Regions from separate parts of the Mus musculus genome. Here regions 1 and 2 are each linked to region 3. A link is a contact called in public HiChIP or PLAC-seq and promoter capture Hi-C data. All regions are on one chromosome and are shown on one strand. The core of a region is the stretch at or near the end of the contact, and the rest is flanking DNA. Distances in the headings are between cores, read along the strand shown.

What was found. Promoter capture Hi-C pulls out the DNA fragments that hold promoters and counts their contacts. HiChIP or PLAC-seq counts read pairs in DNA pulled down with a chosen protein or histone mark.
Region 1: a contact with region 3 is called in a promoter capture Hi-C map of hippocampal neurons, with 2.3 times the contacts expected there. The contact joins the enhancer-like site here to the promoter of Bub3 in region 3. A contact is called at or near these places in 4 of 39 promoter capture datasets (the HPC-7 cell line, cranial neural crest, hippocampal neurons and 1 more) and 3 of 115 datasets of contacts at active chromatin or transcription factors (bone marrow-derived macrophages, extraembryonic endoderm stem cells and stem cell-derived neural progenitor cells).
Region 2: a contact with region 3 is called in an H3K4me3 HiChIP or PLAC-seq map of embryonic limb bud, with 5 times the contacts expected there. The contact joins the enhancer-like site here to the promoter of Bub3 in region 3. A contact is called at or near these places in 9 of 39 promoter capture datasets (the 3T3-L1 cell line, the C10 cell line, the SN4741 cell line and 5 more), 2 of 484 Hi-C or Micro-C datasets (CD4 T cells and cerebellar granule neurons), 7 of 115 datasets of contacts at active chromatin or transcription factors (bone marrow-derived macrophages, craniofacial prominence, embryonic forebrain and 3 more) and 1 of 9 other capture datasets (liver).

The regions. Positions count from the first base shown.
Region 1 is chr7:132,375,631-132,380,084 of GRCm38.p6, forward strand. It overlaps Gm34908 (a long non-coding RNA gene), which reads right to left. Exons shown (of 5, transcript XR_870003.1): 4 at 3,069-3,123. Among named protein-coding and RNA genes, the nearest start is that of Gm34908, 8.7 kb to the right of the region's middle. Within about 2 kb of position 3,176, at least 7 of the 459 cell types and tissues checked have an H3K27ac peak or open chromatin away from gene starts, as enhancers often do. A contact at or near this core is called in hippocampal neurons, where this site is marked.
Region 2 is chr7:132,526,888-132,530,975 of GRCm38.p6, forward strand. No RefSeq gene overlaps it. Among named protein-coding and RNA genes, the nearest start is that of Gm35249, 9.3 kb to the right of the region's middle. Within about 2 kb of position 2,469, at least 9 of the 459 cell types and tissues checked have an H3K27ac peak or open chromatin away from gene starts, as enhancers often do. A contact at or near this core is called in embryonic limb bud, where this site is marked.
Region 3 is chr7:131,557,712-131,562,188 of GRCm38.p6, forward strand. It overlaps Bub3 (BUB3 mitotic checkpoint protein), which reads left to right and starts at 2,659. Exons shown (of 8, transcript NM_009774.4): 1 at 2,659-2,743; 2 at 2,999-3,193; 3 at 3,826-3,895. The coding sequence starts at 2,999. Hmx2 (H6 homeobox 2) reads left to right here. Exons shown (of 2, transcript NM_145998.4): 2 at 1-303.

The sequences.
Region 1 (4,454 bases), core at 1,926-4,425, 820 kb after region 3:
TAAAGATTTTTATTTATGTGTATGTATGTGTGTGCCTGCCTGTGTGGATTTGTGTGCACCATTTGAGTGCACTTGCTTACAGAGGCCAAAAGATGGCCTTGGAGACCCTGGAACTCGTGTCACGTGTGGTTATGAGTAATATGATGCAGGTATTGGGAGCCACATTCAGGTCCCCTAAAAGAGCAGTAAGCTTCTCTCCAGCCTCCTAACCTAATCGATACTCAATGGTTACCTTGTCATCCAACACAGTTTCCTTAATACTGCTATGGAAAGTGGATCCAGCTGTGTGCTGGTATTGCAGGCCCCTGGGCTACCCCCTCCTGCCCCTCTCTGGGAGGAGCTAATGCTGAGGTTTCAACAGCTTATTTTTTACACTAAGCTTTGGGGGTCCTTTCATCCCCCCGCCCTCCTCTCTCCCTATTCCTCACCTTGTAGCGCTTCATTCTGAGAGTATTCTTTGAAATTCCTGCCAAGTCCTGTTTTTCACATGAGACTTCAAAGCACATTGATTTTAAAACATCTTTTGATTGAAATTATATTTAATCTATGCATTGACTTGGGGGAGGGCAGACAGCTATTTAATATTTTATCTTACCGACTAAGAAAGGAACCTATCTGTCAGCAGTCTGATGCCTGCTCCCCTTTGTAAACCAGCCTGGACGACCCAGTGTGAACATTAGGACTGTGTTCTACCTGTCTGGTGGAAGAATTTCAGGCAATCCCTGATGACCAGGAGGGGACTGATATTGGAGAAAGGAGAAGGCGCTGGCTGGTCTTGCTCACACCATGTTCCTCAGTGTGTTGCCTATAGCTTGGTTTCTTTCTGGTATTCCAGGGATGGTTTTAGTTGGAGGTTGCTGTTCCTCTCCACCACCCACCCCTGGCCATCTTAGTATGTGCTCAGCCCACTTGCTATATGGTCACATTCCCTTTGTCACTCAAGACCGCGCCGCACCTTCCCACATCGACCTCACTCCGTTGTGATCTGGAAGTGGCAGATCTCCCATTGTGGCAGGGCTGCTGTGGAGAAGCTTTCTGAAGCTATGGCTGTTGGAAGGTCCTCGGCTAATGAGACACTTCTCAAAAAGGAAAAGCTCTCTGACTTCCTACATTTAAGTGTGAATTCTGAGCATCTCAGTGCAGTCTACCATGAGATTTTCAGCCAATTAATTTCAGAGGCAACTTGTATCTCTAATCTGAAGCCATGTCACCTCCAACACAAGTTAACACACATGGCTTTCAATCTTCTCAGCCCAGTGGCTTACACGACTTCATTGCAGATCCTTGTGCCATTGTTGAACTCCTAGGACATTTGGCTCCCTCACGTCTCACTATCCAAGGCTCCTCTCATGTTCACTGTCCTCTGTATCCACACTGTGTTTTCCCACTATCATTTCTATCCATCAAACATTGCCTCTGCCACAGTGACAGCCTCCTGTCCCATCCACGTCCATACCTACTGATTTCTGCGGTCAGGACCCCCAACGAGGACTACAGGCAGGATAATATTGGACCCTTCGCTTCATGGTGCAGACAAAAGCGTGTTTCCCCGGATGTCCTGGGACGAAGCTGTAACCCATAGTATGGTTATAATTAGAGCTATGGCTTCAGGAGATAGTTCACATTTGATGATAAGATTGTGAGAGTTGAGTCCTCATTTGGTAGGATTGGCCACATTATAAAAAAAATAAAAGCCAGCCAGGTGTGGTGGCGCACGCCTTTAATCCCAGCACTCGGGAGGCAGAGGCAGGCTGATTTCTGAGTTCGAGGTCAGCCTGGTTTACAAAGTAAGTTCCAGGATAGCCAGGGCTATACAGAGAAACCCTGTCTCGAAAAAAGAAGAAGAAAAAGAAAAAGAAGAAGAAAAAGAAGAAGAAGGAGGAGGAGGAGGAGGAGACGGAGACGAAGAAGAAGAAGAAGAAGAAGAAGAAGAAGAAGAAGAAGAAGAAGAAGAAGAAGAAGAAGAAGAAGAAGAAGAAGAAGAAGAAGAAATCCGACAAGAAGGGCATGCCATCCCAAGAGAGCACTCAGGAAGAGCAACATGAGGTAGAGCCCCAAGGAGGCTTCCTTACAGCCTGAGTCCAGGAACCAAGTTACCCAGCACCTTGGCCCCAGAATTGTGATAAGTACATTTCTGTTGTTTAAATCTCCTAGTCTTTGGAATCTTGTTGAAGCCAACCTCACTAAGGCACACCATGGTAAGTAAACAAACAAAAATTGTATTTTATGACTACATTATTATAAACATAAGAATATTAACTCTATATTAAATCATTTTCTCAAACCTGAAAATCATTATTTCTCTGGAAAAATAAATCAATAAAATCATGTTCACTGACCCTAAAAATATCTTGCATCCCCAGACACTGCACCTAAAGACTGATAGAGAGATGCCCAATGTTCCCATTGCTCAACTGAGAGCTGACTCAGGCTGCCATCTGGCTCCTGGATTCACAGCCGTTGCTCCCATGAGAGCACTCGATCACGGGTGGATGGGAATTGTTGAACGATTGCTCCAGTTTCCCCTCCTGTGAACAAGATCATGGCCAGCCCCGTGCAGTATTCTCTTCCCAAAGTCCCAGCCTGCTAAAACTCCAGTTACTCATATTTGCAGTTACTGTGAGCATACCTTAGACGGGCTTTCTTTACTTCCTGCCCAACCCTACCCAAATTTCCTGATCAATAAACTGTCTATATTCAAGCCCCTGTCGTTCTCTTTGCTTCTCAGCAAATGCAAACACAGTACAATCCTTCCCTCAAAGACGCTGTAGAGCCTCTCTTTGCTAGCTTCTACCTCGCAGCATAACCACAAACCCAACTCTCTCCTCCTGTTCAATAGACTGGATTCTCTGATGGAGCCAGTATCCATATGCTGTCAGCAAGGGCCGTGCTCTGCACCTGTCCACTTTTGTCCCCCTCTATCCAGTGTCCCATGTGTTAGCCCAAACCTATTTATGCCAGCTTTATGTGTGATTGTAATTGTGCAACTTCATTATGTGCAGTTCAAACCAAGGAAATATTCATGTGCAGAGGGAGCTGCTGCTTCCAGGAAAACCAGGTTAACGTACCTGGGAAAGACAAATTGCTGCAAATGCTATTCATCACATCAGCGTGGGTTGCCATCTGTAATAGATTGGGAAAATGGTTAAAACCTGAGCCATGTCACTTCACAAGTATTTTAATCCTCTTTCCCCCTGAAAGGTAAAGTGGAACTGGAAGTGGAAGACTGTGCGGTGGGGGTTGAGGCAAGCACAGATCTCTGCTGTTTCAAATCCTCTGAGTCACCTGGTTCAGGAAAGGCTGCCTCTCACACCCAGGTCAGTTGCCAACTCTAATCCTGTCCACTCTCTTCCACTTGAAGAATTATTATCCCCTTCCTAGTTAAAAATATATATTGGACAAGCAATTCTCAAAATCTGACCGTTTCCTACCCTACCCTCAGCTGGTTCCAGCTGGCTCTCCAGGAGGAACAACCACACATCTACAGCAAATTATCATAGGCTAGATGACTAAAAAGCTACAAGATGGATCTCTTATGGAGGTCAGGGGCCCAGTGGGGTCAGGCTCTAGTGAGGGACCCTTTCCAGGCAGCATACAGCTGACTCCTCCTATGGGGAGAGGAAAGTACGCTAAAGTCCCTTTTATGGGGGGGCACTGATCCTACCTATGAGGTTTTGACTTTGGGAAACAAACCTTTGTCCGTGATACAGGATTACAGACAGTGCTCTGTCCCCCCCCCCTCCCCCCGAGGTCACCCTATCCTCACTGGAACCGTCTCTACCTCCCCTCCAGTGTCCACTGCGCTGCCTCTACTCCTTCTTGCGGTCCTTGACAGCTCAGCACATGCGCCCTGTGCAACATTCCCAGCTCAGCATCCCATGTTGCCAACACCCAGCTGTCAAGGTCAAGAGTGCATAGCACACGGAGTATCCCTGGGTAAGCCAGCAGGTGAGTAAGGAGAATCCCTTCAGGTTCAGGACACTCCTGGCCCTCTGATCTTAAAGGATTTCATTCCCAGATTGCTCTTCCTAGTAAGGGTCTCACTATGGGCCTTATGGCAAGACTACTTGGAAATGCTGGACTCTGTGGACAACAGGAAGAAGGGGATGAGGGCAGGAAGGAAGTGGTTCTGGATCTCAACATCCCTGTGTGCTCTGCCTTCAGTCCCTGGGGTACTGCCCAGGTTTTCCTGAAGGAGGGATGACAAGGATGTAAGATGTGAGGGCTGGCAGTGAGCTTAGCCTCTGGAGGGGCTGAAGTAGGCCTGCAGGTCATCCAGACTCAAGACCAAGCCAAGAAGGAAGGAGACAGGGGAGGACTTGATGATCTGAGGTCAACTCCAGCTTCAGAGACAGCCAAGGAACCAACCTGGGATTCATCTTCATCTTTAGTAAGGCTGTGCTGAGTTGGTCCCACTCCGGGCAACCTGACAGGTAGGAGGCATCATTCCCACT
Region 2 (4,088 bases), core at 1,219-3,718, 970 kb after region 3:
AGGGAAACTAGAGGGAATACGGGAAGGGGAAATAATGCAAGCAAGAATGAAGTGTCACCCAGGACAGCTGCCTTAAAGTGAGCAGGACCTTACCTGGGCTGCTGACTCTGCGAAAGACCTGAATGGGCTTCATGATGGAGGGTCAGCATCGCCCACGCCCATGTGCATGAGCACCCCAACTGGAGGCCACTTCTCATCATGGAAAATGGGGTTCTATGTAGAGGAAGTTTCAGTTAAATCTGAAGCCCAGGTGAGAAGAGCAGACCCTTGCCCACGGTAGACTCCTGTCCTCCTGCCCCCCTGTCATCCTGTCCTCTTGTCCTCCCATCCTCCCGTCCTCCCCTCCAGCCAGGCACTCACAGCCTCCACCACCTCGCCCCTGCCCACCTACATTCCCACACTGCCCCTGAAGCCTGTGCCCTCAGCCCAGCTCCCTACCCTCACTCTTGCCCTTTACCCCGAGCAGAGAGGTCCTTCACCCAGACCGGGTGGCAGAAGCCCAGATGAGATCACACAGGGAGGAGAATGGCAGTGTCTAAACTATATGTTCTCAGCCATGCCCTGCCCCTTACCCAGCTCAAGCCGCCTCTCAGTAAAGCTCTCAAAAGGGCCTGGAACACACTGGACCTCAGAGGCCTCAGAGTCAACAATCTGGAAAAGTGTCCTGTGTGTGGCCCAGGTGACAGCCTCCCTCTGTTGTGTGCTATGTGCTACCAAGTGTTATTTCTTGTTAGGAGTCCATCCTGATCATTGCTGGCCAACAGTAAGGAATGATGGATGGCCTTCTAGGTCAGGGACTCCCTGGGGAATTTAACAGGGAGGGGTGGACAACTGCCCTCCCTTCCTGCTGAAGCCATATGCCTACAAACTAAGTGCTTCAGGACCTTGGGGACAGGGACATTAACAGAGTGCCATTTGTTTACCCTCTCCACAGTGACAGTCTGTACACTGAAGGCCTCTGGGCAATGGCCCTGTGTTTCCACACTGAGGACAGGCTTGTGAAGTCTATGGAGAGAAGGAGAGGGAGAAGAAAGAGTGAAGGAGAGAGAGAGGGAGAAGGGACAGAGGGGAGAAAAGAAGGGCCATCAGCCGTGCAGCCAGATAACCCTGGTCTGGGGCATGCCAATCAAGCAAAGAAGGAGCCACGCCCCTTCACAGAACTCTGCGTTCCTTATACCAGTCTGCTTCATGAAAATATGGAGCTAACCATATCAGCCAATCTCTCTCAGGCAAATAAAGCTTATCTGTTTTAAATGTGAGTCTTGGATTGTTTTGTTTTTGGTTTTGTTTTTGTTTTGTTCACCATTTTGGTCCCACTTTGGTTTAATTCCCACAGGATTCCAAGTGGAACCCTCACTGTTTCTCGAAGGGTCATCCTGTGACTATGGAGCAGGCTCCTTGTGGGCCTCCTCTACTCTAAAGCTCTTCCCACTTCTCTTAGCTCTGGCCTCCATAAGCTGTCCCCAGCCTGGCCCACTGTTTCCAGCCTCTGTGCAGGGTTGGATCCTTGCCTGCTCCCAGACAGACCCAGCCATTGGGTCCCAGAAAACCCCTGAACAATCTTCCTACAGAGAGATAGCTGAGTCCCTAAAAACCATGTGAGGCCCAAAGCTGTTCTCATTGACTCTAACAACAGCCCTGGGGGTGAACACCACAACTCATTGTAGTAAAGAAATAGTCTCTGATGGGAGCAAGGTGCCCAAAGTCACACAGATAATCAAATCCAAACCTCAAGTAACAGAATGTATGCTCCTTGCCAGGTGTGTACCACCCTTCAGGGCTAGGGTCTAACTCCAAGACAAGGGCTGAGAGCCAGCCCACCCCAACCCCTACCAGGTCTCCAGAACACAGTCCTTTCTGGCACAGCCATCCTCCAGGCTAGGAACATCAGAAGTCCAACTCAACCCCAGCTTCCCAGGCCCTGCCTTTATCAAAGTCCCTCTTCCCTAGGAATCAGGGCCAGGATCAAAGATGCCACAAGGAAGACAGTCACAGGAAAAGCAGAACCTAGAGGGAGAATGTAAAGATGTAACCAACAGACACAGAGATATGAAGGGGACCAGTGGAGATGGGGGTTGAAAGATATTAGACATTAGATAGATAGATAGATAGATAGATAGATAGATAGATAGATAGATAGATAGATAGATGAATAGGTAGGACTCCACGAAGAGCTAGCCCAGGCCAGCGTATATCCTCATGCAGGCCAGAACACAGCGTCCTCATGAGGAGCTTGCTAAATGCTTACCCTCGGTCACAGGAAGTCTGTAAGTTGAGCCATATTAGGCTCTAGCCTGTATTGGGACAGACTTAATGGCCTGGGTCATAGTCGCCACCAACATAAAGTGTTCTTGTTCCCTGGTGACTTTAACAAGGTATTTATGGGCGGGAGACAACACTGGGCTTATGGGTCTGGCTGCTCAGACAATGGGGGCAAAGAGCTGGGTCAGCACAAGGGCCCAGTGATAAAGGCTGTTAAGACAGGCAGGACTAAGGAGCCATTCACCCCACAGCACACTGAGCAGGGACACCCCTCCCTTGCCCTGCTAACTACAGCCAGACAGGCTCACTCCTGGGGGACCCTTCACCTTCATGGGGGTGGGGGCATCTCCACCAGATACCTATTCCCAGGATGCCCACCATCCACACCAGCCCCAACTGCTTCTTTGATGTTTGTTGTTCGATGCAGGGTCTTCCTGTGCTGTCTAGCTTGGCCTGCAGCTCCTGGGTTATATCAGTCTTCTGCTAGCTCCCAAGTAGCTGGGACTGCACGAGTGCCTGAACCCACCACCAATTTTTAGAACAAAGACCTAAAAACTTTAGGACAGAGATTCTGCACCACTTCCTTCCAGTATCACCAAGAACCACGGGAACATCTTCGGCTCCCAGACAACCCCACTCTGCTATGAGCCCACACCCTTCACCACATACAAAGTCATTTGCATGGGGTTTTTCCTCATCAACATGACCTGAGGACTGAGTGACTGAGATAAGGCCTCAATCCAGTCAAAGCAGAGTCACTGGTGTGTCGATTCATCTCTCTCAGGCGGCTGTGAAATTTCCATGTTTTTTCTTATGTATAGAGATATTGAGGACTAATACAAATAAGACCCCCCTGGTAAGAGACACACACTTCAATAGTTGCAACTGGGCCTTTCTAGTATACTGGGGTGCAGGGAACAGTTTACAGCTTAATGTCTTATCACCAATACCACACCACAGACAAAGAAGCAAGCTCAGGATGGCACTAAGGCCACAGGTGAAACACGCAGGAGTGCCTCTGGACAAAGGGAACTGTCAGACTCCTCACACCTCCATACACACACACACATCCACCCAGACAGCCTCACCCTGCCTCTCAACTCATGGCACCCGGCACCATCAAAAAGATCATCTTCAAGTTGGCAGTGTGAATCGGGGATAGAACAGTGAGTAGGGTTTGGCTAAACAAGGGGAGCAAAGAAAACAGGAAACACATGTAGAGGACAGAGCATGGCAAGAGGGACCAGAGTGCCAAGGTTAGGATCACATCTTTGAAGTCAATAGAAATAGTAACAGCACCCAAATGCCTCACAAATCTCTCTAACACATCTCTAGGCTGGTTAGGAATCTGCCAACAGTGTTAGCTGAGGCTGCAGATAGAAGAAGGCTAAAGAATAGGTTCCTTTTTCCACCAATAATCTTGAGCAGAAGCTTGTGCACACACGAGCTTGCTTGAGATGACAGAGACAGCTGTGGATTTCAAATGAAAACTTGTAGCTCCCTTCTCAGCTCACACAACCACCTTGAACACCTGGAACAAGTGACTGCCCCTGTGGGAATCCCTATGATGCAGGTACCCAAGACCCTTTTCCTCTTCCTCATTGCAGGAGCAGGATTGGAGAGGCCATGCCAAGAGACCGCTGTACTGGCTGGGGGAACTGAATCAGTCCAACATGTCTCCTCCTGATGCCCAGATCTGTGACTATGTCCTCTTGAGTGACATGGTCATCACCTCTGCAGATGTGATGAAAGTGAGGATCATGAATTATGAGGGTGAGGGACAAATCCTGAATGATCCCATGGGCTTGAGGGGGCAGCTTAGATAC
Region 3 (4,477 bases), core at 1,409-3,908:
GAAATATGCCTGGCAGAAGAGATTTGCTCTGATATTGCCTATTTTTTTCTTAACACATTATATTTTATAAAACCTGCAACTCCTCCTAGGTGACATTAGATGGATGCTACACAAGAATGCACCGGGCAATACTAGGTTGGTTTGCTTACATTTGTTTTATTTTAGCTGTGTTCACCTCAATAAGTATTTGTTGAGGTCTCAACATGTGCTAAGAACCTACACTAAATTTGGGGTGGTCCAAAGGAGAACACAAAGAGGCCTATCAGTTCTCTTCTTACTTATTAAATATGTGTTTTCAATTGCTCATTGGATATGTGTATTTTTCTGTCACCGTAGTTTTCACTCCAGATAACCTCTCTACATTCTTTCCCTGACAGCATTCTTTGAGTGTTCCACCCAGAAACAACCACATTACTTCAGAGGACTGTCTTGTAAAAAAACATACTCCGTTCGGATGCTTTTGATCTGCCTTTCAGCAGATTACAATTCGGTGATGGATTTAACAGTATTGGGTCATCATATTTGCTTCAGGATGGCTTTCTCCATAGGTAGTGACCTCCTCCTCCTGTCACTGTCGGCATTAACGACTTGAGTTTGCCCATAATATTTTAGGGAATGCCATTTCCCGCAGTTGTCATGTGGTATATATCTGACTCTCTTTACTCACCCAGACATTAGCTGTGGCAGGCGACTCACCACTGCAACAGGTAACTGAATATCACACACACACACACACACACACACACACACACATACTTACTTTACATTTGTGTTGTAAAATGGTCAAGACTCTGCTTGTGGCCAGATTTCCTATCTCAAGTCTAGCAATTCATTTGAATAATCAGCAAAATAGTCCATCTCTTTTCAGGCTCTAAACTTGATTTACAAGATTGACGTTTCTTAAAACTCAAATAGAGTTGGGCTGCAAGTGTGCGGCCAGAGGGGCCTGAATCATACACACATGGGATAATGAAATATGCTTAGATTTTATTAGCAGGTAATTTATGCTCAGAATCTGGAAACAGTAATAGAATTAAATAAACAACTGGGAAAGAGAACCAAATAAGTCAAGAGGTAAAATTATTTGGCTAAACTTAGAATGCAAAACAACTCAATGCATTAAAAAAAATTGAACTTGGCCATTGATTTGTTGAAAGAGAAGAGAGAGAAAGAACCACATACTAGAACTATTTGGAGAGGGAAGACAACCAGAATATTTTAGCCATAATAACCATCATCAGGACAAAAGACTGGTGTGTGTGTGTGTGTGTGTGTGTGTGTGTTATTGTCAGGAATCTTAAGTGCATTTAGTTCAGAGTCTGTGCACACATAAGATCTTTCTTTCTTTCTTTCTTTCTTTCTTTACTTTTATTTTTTTAGACAGGGTTTCTCTGTGTAGCCCTGGCTGTCCTGGAACTCACTCTGTAGACCAGGCTGGCCTCGAACTCAGAAATCCACCTGCCTCTGCATCCCAAGTGCTGGCTGCGCCACCACTGCCCGGCAAGATCATTTTTCTTTTCTTTTCTTTTCTTTTTTTTTAAAAATGTACCTTGAAAGTTAAGTAGTTTAAAACTAGAGACAACTTCCTACTTCATGCAACAATTTCAAAATAAAAGGGATTGTCTCAAAAAGATGGGACAGAGAAAAAGAAGTTGTATCCAAGGATTAATTAGAAACTCAGTAACATTTTGCATGTCAGTATGCTACTATGTTGTTTGTTAAGTACTGCTTTTCTCTCACAGAACCAAAACAACCTTTTGATTCTCATATTTTTTAGAGGATTCTAGAAACAGAAAGTGCAGCAAACTGAGCCTGCAACTTCCATGATAATGCAGAGGAAGGTGGGAGAGGGAGGACAGTCACAATGCTAGGTCCTATGATGAACATTCCTAAGAGATTCTGGCTGATCGTTAAAGATTGGAAATATTTGTGTCCTGCTCTGTTCACCCTTATGGGTGTGGTACTCTTCTAAAGCAAGGAGTAGTTTGACTGAGTGTGTATTCCCAGAGCTGCTTAAGAGGCCTGACATTCAGGTGCTTGAAAACTGTGGAGAGATGAAACGATAAAAATGAGATCACTAGAACTCAAGGGAAATGAGTCTCTAGTTCACAAATTGATAACCCAGCAAAATAAAAGCAAATAGTACCTTTGACTAGAAATTATTCTTCAGTATGACTAGTCTGGATTAAGTCCAGGGGTATGTGCACGGCTAGAAAGAAAATATTAATTTATATCTATAGTAGTTATCAACCAAAATGAAATTCTGTGTCTGAGAGATAGAGGAGAAGGATGTCACAAGAGCTAGATAAAATCTCTTTTCTGCCTTCTAGTCTGTGGATGTTCAGGCAAGCAGCTCCAGGGAGACTACAACTCCCAGCATGCAGCATACAATTGTGGGCGGGCGTGAACGCCTTCATGACCTGAGCATACTTGGGAGTTGTAGTTTTCCCTCCGCAGCTCCAGAGATGTAACCTCGGCGTGGAGGTACTAAGAGACCCGGTGAACGGGGGGGGGGGGGGAAACGCGGCTTCCCTTTGAGCCGGAACAGGATGACTGCGGAAAATGAGGCAAGCAGTAAATCAGACCAATCAGCTGCCGAGATCGAGCCGTTGGCGTTCAAAATCAGCCAATGATAGGCCTGCTCCGGAGCTTCCTCTCCGCCTTCTCCGCTTTGCCTGCGAGTGCTCGGAGGGAAGCGGATCGGTAGTGGCCGGTGCAGAAACGTTGCTTAGGCGGACAGGAGGTAGAGGTTCGGGCGAGGGCGGGCGGAGCGGGATCTGTGGCCCGTGGCCGGCGCATCGATGCACAGAGGGATCCGGTCGAGGTCCATTGTGTTTTATATGGGGATCTGCGGGCAAGGAAGGAGGCCAGGCCGGGTGGAGCTCGGCGGAAGCGGGATGGCGGCCGGCCTGGATCAAGGGGGACTCGCGCAGGCGCAGGCCGTGGCCGGCCTCTGTTGCTCCGGTTAGGAACTCAGACTTAGCGTTTTGTTCTACAGATGACCGGTTCGAACGAATTCAAGCTGAACCAGCCACCCGAGGATGGCATCTCCTCGGTTAAGTTCAGCCCCAACACATCCCAGTTCCTCCTGGTCTCCTCCTGGGATACGTCTGTGCGCCTCTACGATGTGCCCGCCAATTCCATGAGGCTCAAGTACCAGCACACTGGTGCTGTCCTGGACTGCGCCTTCTACGTAGGTGGATTCAGTTTCTGCTCCTGTCCCCTTAATACTGAGATGTCCTAGGCCTTGCCAGTAGCATCTCATACACGGTTCGAGAATTCTGATAGTTCATAACTACTCGGGAATTCTTCCCTTTAGCCTGGCATCAAGCCTACTACAATGGTTTGTGTTCTTATTTCTTCTCTCGTGGCAATTTCAATCTCCATTTGTAAATTCAGACTTGAGTAAACTTTCTGGACATAGATAATTGAAGTTAGCAGCAAGACTGATTTTTAGCTATCCTTTGAAAAGTAATGAATGTTGTCTAATTTAGCCTTAACTCCTGGTGTCCACCTTGTATTTGCTTCCTTGTGGAGATCACTAACTTGCATTTTTGTTTGCTTCTTAGTTTCTGTCACACTGGACATAACACTTGGCTGTAGAAATAGCAATGTTGAAAATGCTTGCTAAAGCTTTGTAACTTTGAATTGGCTCCAAATGTAAGAGTGGGGTGGGAGGATGTGGTGGCCACAACTTTAATCCCAGAGGCAGAGGCAGGAAGAGCTCTTGAGTTTTGAGGCCAACCAGGGCTACATAGTGTCTTCCAAAAAAAAAAAAAAAAAAGTAAGAAAGAAAAAAAATCAAACCCAAATTTTGCTTTGTAGGATCCAACGCATGCCTGGAGTGGTGGATTAGATCATCAACTGAAAATGCACGATTTGAACACTGATCAAGGTATTAATATAGCTACATTTTACCAGTTTTTCTTTACTAGTGTATTTGTGTAGAAATGCTTATTTAAGAAGAGTAGGTGTTTTCAGTACTTATGTGAAGGCGGAACACGGCTTTGATAATAGACTTTTAAAATTGGATTAAGTTACCACAAATGGAACCTGAATTTTGCAGTAAAGCCCCTTCTGAGCACTGTCTTTTTTTTTTTTTTTTTTAAGATTTATTTATTTAATTTATAAGAGTACACTATAGCTATCTTCAGACACATAACAAGAGAGCATTGGATCTCATTACAGATAGATGGTTGTGAGCCACCATGTGGTTGCTGGGAATTGAACTCAGGACCTCTGGAAGAGCAAACAGCCAGTGCTCTTAACTGCTGAGCCATCTCTCCAGCCCCTGAGCACTGTCTTAAGTGTCTAGTGGAAGCATCATTTAAGCATTTGACTGTCACTATTAGAAGTCTTAAGCAGCGGACTGGACTCAGGGTCCGGTTTGTCAGGATTTCTTTGGACAGTTTGATATTTTAGGTTGGTCTTTTCACAGGCTAAAAAAAAAAGTACATTTTAAAAATGGAGCACGGTA